Regions from separate parts of the Arabidopsis thaliana genome. Here region 2 is linked to region 1. A link is a contact called in public targeted proximity ligation data. All regions are on one chromosome and are shown on one strand. The core of a region is the stretch at or near the end of the contact, and the rest is flanking DNA. Distances in the headings are between cores, read along the strand shown. Region 1 holds the start of LHCB5 (light harvesting complex of photosystem II 5). Region 2 holds the start of AT4G10390 (Protein kinase superfamily protein).

The links.
Region 2: a targeted proximity ligation map of shoot shows a contact between it and region 1, with 16 read pairs. A contact is called at or near these places in 4 of 26 Hi-C or Micro-C datasets (callus, root and seedling), 1 of 2 datasets of targeted methods (shoot) and 2 of 3 other capture datasets (root and seedling).

Annotation. Positions count from the first base shown.
Region 1 is chr4:6,405,070-6,409,981 of TAIR10.1, reverse strand. It overlaps LHCB5 (light harvesting complex of photosystem II 5), which reads right to left and starts at 1,975. Exons shown (of 6, transcript NM_117102.4): 1 at 1,593-1,975; 2 at 1,425-1,509; 3 at 1,285-1,335; 4 at 1,066-1,186; 5 at 825-959; 6 at 133-746. The coding sequence starts at 1,782. The coding sequence ends at 486. It overlaps AT4G10330 (glycine-rich protein), which reads right to left and starts at 3,487. Exons shown (of 3, transcript NM_117101.4): 1 at 3,284-3,487; 2 at 3,026-3,176; 3 at 2,023-2,939. The coding sequence starts at 3,431. The coding sequence ends at 2,846.
Region 2 is chr4:6,441,667-6,446,656 of TAIR10.1, reverse strand. AT4G10390 (Protein kinase superfamily protein) reads left to right here and starts at 3,103. Exons shown (of 2, transcript NM_117107.5): 1 at 3,103-3,814; 2 at 3,999-4,990. The coding sequence starts at 3,496. The coding sequence ends at 4,708. It overlaps AT4G10400 (F-box/RNI-like/FBD-like domains-containing protein), which reads left to right. Exons shown (of 5, transcript NM_117108.5): 5 at 56-541. The coding sequence ends at 322.

The DNA.
Region 1 (4,912 bases), core at 726-3,225:
TGCAATCGAAGCAAAATTCACATTTTTATGACACATCGGTATTACTGTATGAGACATGCAATTGTTGAGAGTGAGTAATACTAGTTCTTTACAATGTAAGAATGATTAATTAGTTGTGAAAATATTCTGCTACTGCTCATTGCTATTTGATCTTCTGCTACTTAATATTGTTCAACGGATCACATCTCTCGACTAACTTATATAGTCCCAAATTCCATCACAATATTAGTTGTGAAACTTTTTACCATACTCGCCACTAGTGATAAAATCGCAATGTATGACTAAATTGTGACAGAGCGTTCTTGGTAACAACAAATATTAAACCAATGGGTGACTATGTATATCCTTAGAAGCATGATAAAGCACCATTGAAAATTTGAAATATATCAAGAAGATTCAGATGGAAGTTTTTTTAACATTGTCAAAAGGAGTTCCAATCGAACAAAGTGTACATTTTGGAAGCTCTTAAAAAAAGTAGAAATGGCTTAGAGAGTGGGAGCTCTCTCGGCAGTTCCAGCGATGACGGTAAGCAAGTTGTTTCCAAAAGGATCACTGAGATGCTTTGCAAGGTTCTCAACAGGACCTTCTCCGGTAACATACGCTTGGATAAAGAAACCGAGCATCGCAAACATGGCTAATCTCCCGTTCTTGATCTCTTTGACTTTGAGAAGAGCTCCTTGCTCAGGGTCCTTAGCAAGGCCTAGAGGATCAAATGGACCTCCTGGGTGTAGCTTGTCCTCGAAATCCTACCAAATATTTGCATTTCAAGTTTAGTCATTTTCCCATGAGTAATAGCTAAATGTAGAGACTAGAGAGTAATGTACCAATCCGTTGGTGATTCTGTAGTACTCGGCTCCACCGAGGAGAACAACCTCAGCAACTACGGCGAGAACAAGGTTGATAGGGATGTTCTTGCCAAAGTAGTTCAATGTGTTTCCATCAAGAAGCAAAGCACCAGTCTGCAATCAGTATTCCAAAAAGAACCATCTCATCACATCAACACATTCTTGCTTTGCTAAAGAATCTAAGTCTGAATGTAAATAAAGATTAGACGTAGGCAAGAACCTTAAACCAGACAGCTTCAGGGCCACAGTTAGCGCCATATTTGTTTAAAGCTTCAGGAATGATGAAACCAGCTGCTCCTAACATAGCCCATCTCGCATGGATCAATTCAAAAGCTTGGTATCTACAACCACATTCATTAAAGAACCAATCTTAATGACAAATTCGATAGATATAGCTCAAAGCAAACACAAAAGGTTTAGGATAAAAGAATCTACTTACTTAGCAAAGTTCTCAGGCTTCTTTCCAAGACCAAATGGGTCATAACCATAACTGCAAATTCAGATTCAGACCAATAAACCTTAAGCACAGAATCCAAAAGTAGGCATACATACAAAGAGAGACATGAAAAAGTGTCTTACTCTCCAGCAACTTCACCGTTTAAGTACTCTGGGATCTCTGATCTATCCAAAAGACCATCAGGCAAGAAAATTCTCCTGTCAGGACCTGCATAAGAGTCACAATTACAAACACATTCACAAAGAAACAGAGCAAGAAATGATTATAAAAGGGATTTAGAAGACACATACCATACCACTTGGCGAGCTCATCGCTAGTCTCAGAGACAGCCTTGGACTTAGCAGGAGCTGGCTTTTTCTTAGAGAAGAGAGCAACAGTCTTGAACGTGGATGGGCTTGATGCCAACGGAGCAGACGATCTTGAAACTGCCCTGAAGTTAAGGGGAGTACCAAGCATTTCCGACACACCCAAAGACGCCATTCTTTTAGTCCAAAGTTTCAAGCTTTACTCTGGTTTAACACTAGGAAGAGCTAAGTGAAAGAAGGAGGAAGAGACGAAACTGCTCCTATAAGGTGGAGAGTAGGATTCGTTCAGGATTTTGATTGGTCTGGATTGAAAATGTGAAATATGATTCTGTCCTCTGATTGGTTGTGGATGCTGATGTGGCTTTTAGATTGGTTTTTGTTGGATAATTTATTTTATCCATATCCTCTGTTTCTCCTTTTGTGTGGCTAAGCTTTCACCTATACAGCAAAATGTGTTACAAGAATCTCAAACACATGAAAATCTCAACTGTTAAATGTCATCCACAAGCCTTTCACAGTCCTAGTTGGGGTTTTCAGTAAATTCCTTGGGACATTTGGAATCACTGTGGTCCTGTTTACTACCGTAATGTAGACGACAACCGGAATTTTCATATAGACGTAAAACTCCCAAGCTCAACGGTTAGATTTTCACATTGTATCAACAGTTATGAACATACTCATTACACCAAAAAGAGAAACGAATCATCCGACTAGTCCTAGACGTGAACATACTCTTTCTACAAGGAGTTTCCCACAATTCTATAACATATACATCATGTGGATCGAAACTGAAGCGATTGAGCCGCAGGATCATGTACATAGAGAATACGAAAATTTAATCATCTTGGTTCACAGTGCCGGTTCACACACAGTACTACGGTAGAATCGAAAGAGCTATAATGAATTTATGCCCTTTGGCCCTAGAGCTGAGCTCACTGTGCCACTATACGCACTATTCTACCTCCTTAAACTGAGAGAAAATCTCAAACTCAACCTCCATATTGATCCAAGTTGAGCCATAAAGAACAACTCATAGCACCAAAAATCAGCACTCAAACCATACACATTACCAGAATGATAAATCAGCCACCTAAATTATGCGAATCCATCTTTATACCATACGTAAAATTGTACAAAAAGAAAGGAGATTATCACTAGCCCCAAATCTACATTATTGATCTAAGAACAAACCAAACACTACCATTTACTTGGAAGCTGCAACAAATCCTAAAAGTTCATCATTTTAACCACTTGTCGATTTCATTTGTAGTAGCTTTCACAAGCTTCTTCGTGCTAACAACAAGTTCATCAATCAGTGAATCAACTTCATTCCTGTCAACAAATCACCAAAGTCAAAATCATCATCTTCTTCTTCAAATCCTTAATCACTAAAAATCTAATTGCAGACAAATACTCACAGAGATGGTTTTCCAACGTTGTAATAAGAACGAGAGTGATCATAAGCAGCTCCTCTTCCAACACCATAGCCAAAACCTACACCAATTCCACAACCAGCTCCAAATCCAAGACCAAATTGTAATCCAGGAACTCCTGGTCCGAATCCTACACCTGTTTTCATCAAACCAATCTCTACTCTCTTAAACCAAAACTATCTATAAATAGCTTCGAGCGATTCGCGAGTCTGCGATCAAAATTGGGAGAAATTAGAAATTTACCTCCGATAAGACCGGCGCCGAAACCAAATCCGCAACCGACACCGAGTCCAAAAGCTGGACCAACTTTTCCAATGTCTCTGATCCTAACTTGGGGAAGTTTCCAGAGCAATCCTTTGTCATCGTCTCCGGTTCTTCTTCTGTTGCTCATCGTCCCTTTCGCTCTCTCTTTCGGCGTGGATTCGCCAATACATACTTTAAATGGGCCTATATTATAAGGCGCACTCTTATTTCTCAAGGCCCAACTTCAGCCCAATAGTCATATAGATCTCATTTCACAAGCGATATTTGTTATGTTTATTTTATTTTAATCTTTTGTTTTATATCATAATGAATTTTATAGAAGATATCTGTTATGTTTATATTCATAATGAATTTGTTTTATATCATAATAATATGGATTTTCATTAACAACATTTTTTTTAATACATAAAACTAAAAAACCCACAATTATTCTCAAATTTTCACTTTGTTTTCAGTTACTTTATATATATTTGCCAAACATATTATATAATATATGAAGATTTGTTCTTACATATATTTAATGGATTGATGCCTCATTAGTTTTATTCTCAATTTCAAAACTAAAATTAATAACAAATCTTTCGTAAAACTATTAAATTTTAGATTCAACTAGATTAAACTCCATCCAATATGCATGTTTAATTTTTAAAACTAAAATAAATTTAACAAAAAGATATATTAAAATCTTATTGTAAGTAGAAAATAAATATATAATATTTTATTTTGAGAATTGTTTATTTATATATTCGTTTTTTCCTTATTCGAAAAATATTATACATGGAAATTACTAGTCAAATCATCATCTAATTTACATCTATTTACAAATCTATCGTCTACTTTACCACTAAAAATGTGTTTACTCACAATCATATTTTCTTGTTGAAGTATTCTCATTCCCACCACGTATAAAATGATTATATGAATGCATAAAGCCAACTACATGTGTTTTTATTTTCACTTTCACATAGTTTTTTAACCACTAAAATTATTGATTCATAAAATATTTTGAAAGAAAATATATCACATAGCAATAATTAATGATTTATTTATAAGAAAAACTAGAATAAGTAAAAATTACTCGATCGCAATGAGTCTATAATAAACCAATAAAGGTTGAGAAATTTGATTGGACAAAATTATAAGCACAATGATAAAAGATTAAGGCTTATAGATTCTATCGCAAGTAATAATTCTTTTCATTTTATATAAAACTATTTTGCATTTAAAAATATGTTTATCATTATTTGTTGCATATTTTGTACGAGAAAATTATTTGAAAAAATTCTATGCATGTTTTAATGTTAAAAAAAACTCTGTTGAGTGTATTCACGAGCCACTCAATGTAATTTTTATCTGATGTGAACATAATATATGCCTAAAGAAAAGTTTGAAACTCACCCTTATATTCAGATTGATGTTGTGGACTAATGTTGAAATATATTCTAGTATAAGTTCTAGACCACATGATTTCATATAAACTTAGGTCCAACTTTCACCAATTATTATGAAACATTTGTATTGGGTCTTAAATTTTTGCGACCCATTTGCAGATATTTTTGTTTTGTTTAAGCCTCGAAATTAGCAAAACTACCCCAAAATTAACAAAAA
Region 2 (4,990 bases), core at 1,854-4,353, 36 kb before region 1:
ATTAACTATTACATTATTTTGTTCTTTAAAAACTAATTCTTCTGCTTGATCTCAGGATCATGAGAATCTTGGTATGCTTTCCTGGAATCAACCGAGTATTGTTCCTGAATGCATGTTGTCGAGTCTACAAAAATTCACTTGGTTTAAATACTTAGGAAGACCACAAGACAGAGATATTGCGGTTTACATCTTGAAAAACGCTTGCCGCTTAAGGACTGCAACAATCAAATCTGATACACGTTTGTTTACAAAACTCGAGATGATAACGGAGTTGAGACTTTCTTCCCAAGCTTCATCAACATGCGAACTCAACTTTTCTTGAGGATTTGAGATTCTAAGATGTCTACATTTATATAATAGGATTGTAATTCCTATCTAAACTCGTCTGACTGTCCAACAAAGATCCTATAACGAATTTCTTGTTCTTCTACTCTCTTGCTCGTATGGTTTAGTCTGTCATAAAAAAAAAAACTTGTTTACGTATAATGGAGATACACCAGAGCGAAGTTGTATACCGATAGTATAATGGAGATGCTTTGTGAACAAGAAAAGAGTACTAGTTCTGTTTTGGACCATACGTCTCTTTGCACTTCTTATACACTATTCGTTCTCAAATTCGACAAGTTAAGGTCAACTTATTTGATGCTTGTAACTTGTAAGGTTCTAAGGCTGTATGATACAAATTGAATCATACAATGTGTCATTGCAGAAGTTCCTTGCCAGTTCCACCCAAGCTTAAGTATTTATCTATAATATTTTCCTCAACTAGTTCTTTATTTCATTATTTGTGTAGTCTTGGAAGTAGTTCAAAAAGAGCAAACATATAAGTTGAAATTAGAATCATATGCTCACCAAGCACATGTGTAGTTTAATGAAAGTCAATAGGAAATAAGTACATAACTTAGTCTTGAAAATGGTGTGTTTCTAAGAGTATAGTGTCATGCTAAATGTGGATCTTAGGTTCTATACTTACCCAACCTCATATCTCTTTCTCTCTCTCGCTTATCTATTCTATATGCTGTTGATTCTTACTTCTCCAAAACAGATCTATTTCGGTATGTTTCGTTCTTTGCTTTTAGCAAATGAAGACTATCTTCTATTGATATAAAATATCCATTTGGAATGTCATTTAAGATGGCTATGGTGACCAAGTATATATGAGAACTACTAGTAACGCGTGTTAGCATCTCTTCAGAGTATAGCTGAATTTATCGTTGACATTATATTTCGAGTGGATAACTAGATTCTCTATTGCCTCATCATGTGCCATGGCGAATTGCAAACATGTTGATATCGTAGTGATTAAACCTTAATCTCCAACCTTAGGATACATCTTTCACTATACCACCATGAGTTGGTTTTGGCAGTTTTTGCTGTCAATCTTTGGTAGTTCGTTCCATCGCATTAGGTGTTGAGTTTTAAGTATTTTGCTCTTATATGTTTGTTCCAATTCGAAATCTTTATGCACATGTTGCATTAAGCTAAGGTTCTAATATGGAAAATAATGCATTTGAATTGTGGATGCAAGGTCAAAAACAAATTTGCTTATTTCACATCACATATCGGGCCAGGGCTAACCTTTAGACCCACAATTATTAAGCCTAATGCTTGACCCAGTCACAATAAACTCTTTGTTTATGTATTTTTGGCATCAAACCTATTTGTTTATTGTATGTGTGTGTGAGATTTAATTTAAGACTAGACTGTCGGTGTTTGGTAGGGTTTATGGAGTATGTTACTTGGTCTATAATAGCATCTTTCACGTTTTCTCTGAAGAAAAAGACAAAGAAAGCGACAGAAGATCTAACGATTATGATTTGACGACATTATTTAAAATATTTAGTATATTTTTAAAAGAGAAATGAAAACTATTGGGACAATGATTCTTCTCCGACCGTGTGAAATTTAAAATATGGTACAAAAAAATTTAGAAGGTTCCCAAAAACTGAACCTAAAGATTTGTAAAATTATTCATCAGATTAGTAAATAAAAAATACTCTAGATTAAAAAACAAACGGTTTATTTCTTTCGTTTTCCCAACAATTTTTGAAGAAATCCACAATTTTATAAAGTGAACATTAATTTGGATAGCAAAGTTATTTGGGTTTAAATTTTAAACACCTTCGTATGCATATTTATGCTGTATATTGGATATATCTGTAACGAGTGATGAAGGCCTTTCTTAAAACATTTCAAATTATGTATATGAATGAATCTACACGAAAATCTGCTTAAACAAAATATGTTATTGTTCTTCATATATATGGGCTCTATGGCTCTCTCAAGATGGTTAAATATATATATTTTGCCTTATCCACCGACCACCGCATGTCAAGTATGCAATCATGGAGAGTTCATAGCCGTTGAAATGTACACTCTCAAATTGAGGCACTATTCAAAACCTTAGAAATCTTATATATATATATATATTTAGTTCAAATAACTTACGTATTTTACAAATAATTATATTATATTTAATTATTTCAAATATATCCTTTTAAATTCAATTATCACATATAAATTCTAATAAATACAGTAGATTAGAATTAAAATTAGTAATGTATAAGAATATTACATAACATTAAAAACTATTTACATTGAGCAAATTTATGTGGGCTCTGCGGAAATACTAGTTATATATATGATTTGGTATTTTAGATATAATTTTATGATATATTTTATGTTTCGTTTATAATTATAGATATGTAATTTTATGTTATCATATCACTTTTTAAGAAAATTATTATATCACATAATGATTTATAAATATTTATGAAAGTTTCTCATTATAATTAATTATTAATATTGAAAACCATTATACAAAATGCAAATAAATGGATTTGAGGATGCACTATTAGAACAAGTGACTCTCAAACTCTTATTTTGAAGATGTGTCACTTTTAAAGTTAGGGTTCTTGTCGAAGATACCCTAATATACTTTCTCATTTCAAAATAAATACATTCTTACTTTAAAATGAGCGAGTTTTAGTTTCGGAAAAAATAATAAAAACAAAATTGTCATATATGAAGGACGTGACATTAATAATCGCTTTTCATATTTAACTATTTTCTACTGCTTTTCCCTGATTGAAAAGCAAAAACAAATGTGTTAAATGTTTTGCTTAGCCCCAAAAAGCAAAGAGACAAAACTTGAAAGAAGAGTAGTAGTTAGAACGTCAGAGAGCTAGCTACTTCGAAGGAAGGTTTCATTCATCGAAAATGGCAGCTTTATTATTAAATAATCGGTCAAACTCTGCCTCCCAATCCAAAGTCTAAAACCTTTCCTTCTTCTTTCTTTACAAATCCAACAATCTCAATGTCTCCAAATCCATAACTTTCTTCGATCCCCTTGTTCTTCCTCTGTCTGCTGTTACATTTTTTACAAAACCCTAATCAAACCCATTTTCTTCTATCAATCTTAACCCTAGAATCAAATAAAGACTCAATCTTTCTTTGCTTTGCTCTGTTCTGCTCTGTTTTTGCTCTGTTTTTATAATGGCTTGTTTCTTGAATTGTGTTAGATTTGATGTCTCCAAGACGATCACCGACAAACCCACAAGTCAAGGATCTGGTGTGACTTGTTATAACAGCTGGGATGATGTTGAAACTCTCACTTCCAATTTCTCTAGATTGATTGGTTCTGGTGGCTATAGCAGTATCTACATGGCTCGCTTCTCTGGCTCTGATAAAGCGGCTCTCAAGGTTCATGTTAGTAGTCACCGTCTTTATCAAGTCTTTAGACTTGAGCTTGATATTTTGCTTCGTCTTCAACATCCTAACATTGTCAAGCTTCTTGGCTATTTCGATGATTCAGGTACTACTTCTGAAATCTCATAGATTCTGCAAATATTTGGTGTCTGGTCAATTGTGTTGTTGTCTTGATTAAGCCAATTTTAGTGATTAAGTTTGTCTTAATCAAAGTTTTGATCTTTATTTGTTTTATCAAGTTGTTTGATATATTTGCATATAGACTTATGTTCTGCTTCTTTGTATTTCAGAGGAAAATGGTGCTCTTCTTCTTGAGTATCTTCCTCAAGGAAATCTACAAGAGAAGCTCCAAAGCAATAGCAAGCAAGTCTTGCAATGGAGGAACCGTGTAGCGATTGCGTTACAGTTAGTTCAAGCTATTGAACATATTCATGAGAAATGTAGCCCGCAGATAGTGCACGGGGACATCAAATCTTCCAACGTTCTTCTAGACAAAAACTTTGATTGCAAGCTTTGCGATTTCGGGTCAGCTAAAGTCGGGTTCTCTTCGATGGTTCAGCCTCCTACGATGTCGCCTAGATCTAGACAAGTGAAGATGGTGGGATCTCCAGGTTACACAGACCCTCATTATTTAAGAACCGGGATTGCTTCGAAGAAGATGGATATGTATGGGTTTGGAGTTGTGGTTCTTGAGTTGGTTTCAGGAAAAGAAGCGTTTTCTGCTGAGAGAGGTGAGATGCTGGTGCATATAGCTGCTCCACTTATGAATGAGATTTTGGATTCGAGTGTAGACATTTCAGAGGACAAGGTCAGACAGTTCTTGGACCCGAGGTTGTTAAGGGATAGTCTTGATATCGATGAGGTCAAGACAATGTTGAGTGTTGCTGCGGTCTGTATCAGTAGCAAGCTATCTCTAAGACCTTCGGCTGCTCAAGTAGCGGATACTCTTATAAAGGAAATACCATCATTGAGTTTCCTCGGTTGCGGTAAAGGAGTGTGAGTTATCGGTGTCGATGGTTTTTGTTGTAGTGTGGTAAGGCTGCGTGAACGACACTGTAAAGTTGGTGTGCATTTAGGAGTTTCTTGGAAAACCAGCAAGAAGAATAACCATGTAAATACTCTTGTTTTGTTTTGTGAATAGAAGCAGGAAATAACATTTTGTCTAATTATCATTCATCAACATTTCCTAGGAAATGTAATTTTGATTGTTGTTTTGTCTTGAAATCTTAGAGAGAAAGAGAAGTTCTGTTCATGTCAATGTAATGTAAAGTAAAGCTTAAAG